2 separate regions of the Mus musculus genome follow, and region 1 is linked to region 2. A link is a contact called in public promoter capture Hi-C data. All regions are on one chromosome and are shown on one strand. The core of a region is the stretch at or near the end of the contact, and the rest is flanking DNA. Distances in the headings are between cores, read along the strand shown. Region 1 has its middle 19 kb from the start of Gm46948. Region 2 holds the start of Vps50 (VPS50 EARP/GARPII complex subunit).

Region 1 (3,094 bases), core at 66-2,565, 990 kb after region 2:
CTGGAGTGGCAAAATCACTGAGCTAATCAAGGCATATTAAATATAAAGTTTTGTGTGTGTGTGTGTGTGTGTGTGTGTGTGTGTGTGTGTGTGTGTTTCATTCATGAATCCAGTGCTCTTGGGCAGGTGCACAGCCAGGAGCATAGAGCAGACTTTAATAATTTACCACTACACAAAACTGAGCAAAATAGATGAAATATACTTGGTGATCTTTTAAAAACTGTGGAAAAGAGGGTCTCAGTGCCATCTCTCCTTATTCTTGAAATGACATCAGTGTAGACGTTGCATCAAAATATAAGGGAGTTTGTGTCTGGACCAAGCCCATGTATAAAGATAAACAGTCACTGACTCTACCTTGCACAGTGGAGCAACATAGTACAATAAAAGCCAAAGACAAATGAGTATGATACAGCCACCGCTGCTTTGTCCTAGGAAGAACACGGCAAGCCCTGAAAAGTGGAGGGCCACTCCAGTTTAGACTACACTGTTACCAGAAGACAATTATTTGAGTTTCCTCCCCAAATAATATGACTTAGAAATAACAACAAGAAAACCTTCACCTGGAACTTGTGGCACACTGCTGTAGCCAGAAGGCTACTCTGTGGACTGAAGCAGGAGCATCACAAGTTCAAAGCAGGCTCAGGTCACGAAGTAAGTTCAAGACCAGCCTGGACAACTTAGTGAGACACTGATTTATAAACATTCAGTATCTATGCTATGCTGAAGGCTGAGCTACGGGATAGTAGCCTTGCTGACATTATCTGGAGAGCAAACAGAAGAAACTTCGCCAGAATAACTCAGAAAGTCGCTCTGACCTTTGCTTAGAAGTCAACAGACATGAATATCTCAGGCAAAGGTACTGAGTACCTACTAACTTACAGTTTTGCTTTGGAAAGGCCAACCCTGTCTTCCCTCTACTTATGATTCCTTTAAAGGAAAAAAAAAAGAACTAATAACACTCTTTTCAAGGAAGTCCAATTTGAAGAGAACTATGTGTTTTAATGACGACTTCTGACCCTTGGGAAATACAAGAACAAACATCCAGAAATTGTGACAATAGATTTTCTGTCTTTTAATCCTGGTGGGAAAGCTTATTTTGAAGAATTTCAATTCTTAATGAAGATACACAGCAGGTGACAGCTCCGTTCTTCCTGGCAATTCAATTTTGCTGCCTTATTAAAATCCAGGATTCGGGTCCACGAGAGCAGGCAAAGGAAACAAGGAAGGTTTCTGGCTTCCAAGCTGCACCCTGCCAGCCCTGCTTTTACCCACTTTAAGAAGATTGCTTGGCTTGGCGGCTTAAGGTGTTTTTTCTGGAAACTGCTCCTCTTTTTTTGGGGGCTGTACTCACAAACCACTGGAAGTCCTCTGGCTGAGCAGAAGTAAGAGTCCAGTTACTTTTTTTTTAATGACTTTACCTGGTCTCTGTAAGTGCTCTGCACTTCTGTTGCATGGAAAACAAACCCCAGTTGACAGCTTCTTCTTATGGCCACGTCAGGACTTGAGGGTGGGAATCTCATTATTACCCGTCCCCTTTTGGCAAATTTTACCTCAAGAGAGAATGAACACTGGCCAAATCCAGCTGGTGACTCCCATGGAAAACTTTACCTCAGAGACATTTGCAATCAGTTAAGACCGGAGTCCCACAATGCTTAGCAAACGACGCTGCAGACAATTTGGAGGAGAAATGGAATTCTGTGTGCAGAGCCTTGGACCTCAGACTTTCAGAGCCCCTGTCCCCTTGAAAAAATGCAGACTTTCCGCATTGTTTGGTACCTGTTGAAGGGATGCAGCTGTGGATTTATGGAACATTTATCGGCTGTGCTTGTGTGGGTATCTGCATAAAACATCAGCCTCTTGGCAGGTCACCAAGACCTGTACACATCTGTTTCTGCTTTCCTTTTGGTCTCCCCAGTCCTCTCTAGACAGGAAGAAAGGGAAGTGGAGGGGGGTCTGTAAGTGCCACAGAGGTCCAAGATGTTTAGGCTCTAACAACCCAAATTGCTGCTTCCTTTCACTCTCATCCTTCACTCAATTAAAACTAATCACAACAGTAGACATTTCTTTGTTTACATTCTTGAAAGTGAAGGGGCAGCTTAGGGAGTGGTCTAAACACTTAGAAAACTGGCTTTTTCTCTGCTGAGCAGCTGACCATTGAGAGGCGATGGGACTATAAGTTAGACACTTAATTCCCTTCTGGGTCTGCTACTGGGTTGGTTATCTAGATATGTAGATTTTTCTTGAGCCTTTTTTACTAATGAAAGGAATCTAACATCATTAGGCCATAGTGGAGATGAACCGCAAATACACGCCACATGTTTGGAAAGGGGGTTGTTATTAATAAAGGGCTGCTCGTATTAAATTCTGTGGCAGCAAAACATACCATTCTGATCATTCTCTGCAATTAAAAAATCTTGCTGGTTATCATCCCGATGAAATCTAATTACTGTTGTAGCACTGTTTCCATTCTGCCCAACAGAATGTCCCTGATAATCAGCAAGAACACAGAGCTTGCTGCGGCAGAGAAGCTTGACTGGCTTCATGTGAGAGAAGCACCTAAGCCTCTAAGAACACGTTTACATTCAGAGGAAAACTAAACAAATTCCCATAAAAGCTACAGCACATGGAACAAAGCATAGAAAATGCTTTCCAGGTAAACATGAAAAATAAGTCGGAGTACCCAGAACCAGGGGACACTGTGGCGTACTAAAGAAAATTGGATCATAGGCCCAAATAAAATGGATGTTGAGACTGATGAAAGTGCCCATCTCTCTCCTCAATTCTCTCAATTATAGCCTGCTTGGTTCTAAATAGGAGGGGAAAATGAAGGCTGCAGCTAAGTACACCCAGTATTGGTCTTGGTTAACCATTAGTGGTAATGAATAGCTTTTCTCAGAACATCATTCTGGCTTAGCTTTGACAGTGCTCCAAACAAACAAAGCAAGGGAACATACTACCTGCCTCTAGCTCACTCGTAACTGTGAAGTTTAAATAAAGAAAGAACGTGAATACATTTTAAAAGGAAAGGATCCACTGGTGTTCATTTGTGGAATCAAGTGAAGTTTGGTAAAAAAATAAATAAATAAATAAAAAT
Region 2 (2,953 bases), core at 78-2,577:
GGTGAACTAACTTTGTAATTACATTGCTCCCAAAGAGAAGTGCATCTGCAGGAAAAGCCAGCCACTAGAGGAGGCAACTGCATAGGCGATTTCTGAGCTAGTGTCCAACCCTCCATACAGTCAAGTTTATGCTTTGCTTTTATAATAAAAACATTAGTTATTAGTTTTTATAATACGTTAAACTAATGTAGTTAAAAGGCACTGGTGTCCTGATTTAGGAGTCACTCCTCAGCATAATACCGGGAACCTTTAAGCATTTAAGTCATCAGTTTATACGTCTAACAATCTTAGGTAAGTATCTTAACTTCTCCATGCCTGTTTCACCATTTTTTAACATGAAGATGATGGTAACTCCAGAAGATGTTCATGCATACGAGCTTGCGGGTGTGTTTCTTGTGTTTTTCTTTCTTTCCTTTTCAATCTTTTTGTTTGTTTGTTTGCATGTTTTGTTTTCTAGAGGGAGAAAGAAAGAAGGTGCGTGGAAGCAAGTGTGGCGGTAGGGGCAGATCTAGGATGAGTTGGGGGAGGGGAGACCTGATCAGAACATATTGTATGAAAAATTGTAGTACAAAAACAAAACAAAACAAGGAAAAGATGCTCATGTAGATAAATGCATAAGGTCATACACATGAAGCCATTAACAAAATTTCTCCCAATTCGTAAGTTTTCATTGTTACCTATTGTTATTAGCTCTGGGTTTGCTGCCCCCCACAGCAAAGTTACCCCGTTACTTTCTCCTTTATACTACTAATAACAAGATCAGGGCTTTAAAGTGACAAGTGCCCTCATACTTACTGACATCTGCCTCGACTTGCCTTTGCTAAAGCAGGTAGAAAAATGATAGGTGGGGTAGACGAAATCCTTTGATTTTTCTAGAGCGTTTTCAGGAAATGCCAAGAATGAAGAAGAACCTACGGCTGGCCATCAGTATCTTAGGGGTCCTGCCTCCCACTTTCCTCAGGGCACACCCAGAGCCACTGGGAAATTCCTTGTCTTAAGTCACCTTTCCAAGTGCTCTTTATGGAGGTCAATCAGTCTCTTTCCTCGCCTCTCTAGCCCAGGTGTGCTTTCTCTTGCACTCCTAGAGGGCATCTTGTCAAAGTGGACTATCTACAGACGCTTCAGAGTTGTTTAGTTCAGTGGCCAGACTACCTAAGTCATAGGTATTCGCCTCGCCCAACGCTCTTCCAAGTCCAGGTAGTGGCTCTGGAACAGAAGGAGTCCCAGTTCATTGAAGCGACTGCTTCTTGGGAAATGTAGTACTGAAGTTGGCCTCCTCCTTTGATTGCAGCCGGAAAACTACATTTCCCGTCATGCTCGGGGAAAGGAAGGCTGACCCAGGCGGGCAGCTCCACGTGACGACTCACTATGGCTTCCCTGTGTTGTAGCCGGCTGTCTGGTGGGATTATGTGATTTGTTACTTCTCCGAGGCAGGGTAATTGTCTCTCGACTTCGACATGCAAAAAATCAAATCTCTCATGACCCGGCAGGTGAGTTCTGTTTTCTGAACTAAAGAGCTTCCCGCTCCCGGCTGTGAGAGGCGCCGAGACGCCCAGTTCCTTGGTGGCGGCGGGCGTAGGCTTAAGTTATAGTGGGTGGCGGGGCTCAGGGGTGTTGGGCAGCTAAGTAGTACACTGGAAATCTCAACTGAGCCTCCTAGATCCGACCTCGACTCCTTGAAAGAAGTGTCTTCCTACAAACATTTCGTTTAGACAAAGCCAATCAGGGAGCTGGGCTGTCTTTGTACCTTCTCCTTTGCTTTAGTTTCCTTTCCAGGACAGCCTTAGCTGCTTTGCAGCGTCCCCCTCGTCCTCACTGGTGGTCGTTTGCCAGTAGGTGCCCTGGAAAGTGAGGTGGGGTCTGTGCAGTAGAGAAAACTCGAAAGAGCAAGGGTGAAGGCAAAGGGCTGTTTGTAGCCAACATTGGTAGTGTTGTGGATTGGCAGTAACTCTCCAAACTTGTAGCTGTGTTTTTGGATTTAAACATGGGAATGACAATTCCTTTTCTATCCCCCTCCCATCTCAAAGTATCGCATTGTAAGTCACCAGTAAGCTAGTATATGTCAGCATTCTTTGTGTATTGCTACTTAAAAAATAAAATTCTGACAAAGAATTTTTTTTTTCAGAATGATAATTCAGGAATAAGACTGGTACTATATCTTGTCTCACATATGTTAGAGCTTCCTAATACTGTGTCTCAACTTCCTTCGAGGAGTTGAAGAAATGTATGTTTTTTTTAGGTATTTATTGATCATTTTATTTCAGAAACCTTTGTTTTGACTGTAGCATTTTTAGCTACTGAAACATAATTAGAATTTTTCTTTGTTTTAATAAGAAAGAAGTGCAATTTAGATGAGTTTTAAAATCATTGTGGCTTAGAAATGTTGGTAGAGTCCTTTCTTTAAAGCTTCACTTATAATTTCTTTTTCTTAACAAGAGAACAGAAGACTTCTTGTCCTGCTTGAGGATTCAAAGTGTCAGCAGTAGTGGGACAGACACTTGTAATTTCTTATAGACAGTACGTACGTGATCCTTGCATAATGCTTTTCTTTTTCTTGATTTGAGTCGAGAAACTAGGAAAAAATTTTCTATGAATAATAAAACAAACAAGCAGGGGGCAGAGGCACTTAGCAGCCTTTCACGTTGTTGGACACTGGCGCTGTGCGTCTTGCTGCTTCTTACTTGAGAATAGGTTTGGAGGCTGCTCCATCCTGAGGTGAGAGGAGAGGGAGCAGACACTCAGGAGCCCCTCAGATTTGGATGACTACATTCTGGTTTTGCGTTCTGTCTCCTTGGTCTTGCCTGTTAAGCAGCATAGTCCATTGTCTGCCATACAGCTTATAAATACCTTGGGCTGCTGCATTTGGGTTTTTTCTTCCTAAGGTTGGTGCTCTCCTTAAATTCCAAAGAATTCCAGAGAACTGGTGATAATATATCCATAATGTTTGTAAATG

Evidence for each region. Promoter capture Hi-C pulls out the DNA fragments that hold promoters and counts their contacts.
Region 1: a contact with region 2 is called in a promoter capture Hi-C map of hippocampal neurons, with 2.1 times the contacts expected there. The contact joins the enhancer-like site here to the promoter of Vps50 in region 2. A contact is called at or near these places in 2 of 39 promoter capture datasets (cranial neural crest and hippocampal neurons) and 1 of 115 datasets of contacts at active chromatin or transcription factors (embryonic limb bud).

Annotation. Positions count from the first base shown.
Region 1 is chr6:4,482,501-4,485,594 of GRCm38.p6, forward strand. No RefSeq gene overlaps it. Among named protein-coding and RNA genes, the nearest start is that of Gm46948, 19 kb to the left of the region's middle. RefSeq lists an enhancer at 963-2,822. Within about 2 kb of position 1,316, at least 43 of the 459 cell types and tissues checked have an H3K27ac peak or open chromatin away from gene starts, as enhancers often do. A contact at or near this core is called in embryonic limb bud, where this site is marked.
Region 2 is chr6:3,497,066-3,500,018 of GRCm38.p6, forward strand. It overlaps Vps50 (VPS50 EARP/GARPII complex subunit), which reads left to right and starts at 1,328. Exons shown (of 28, transcript NM_024260.5): 1 at 1,328-1,490. The coding sequence starts at 1,458. It also overlaps a transcript of Hepacam2 not described here.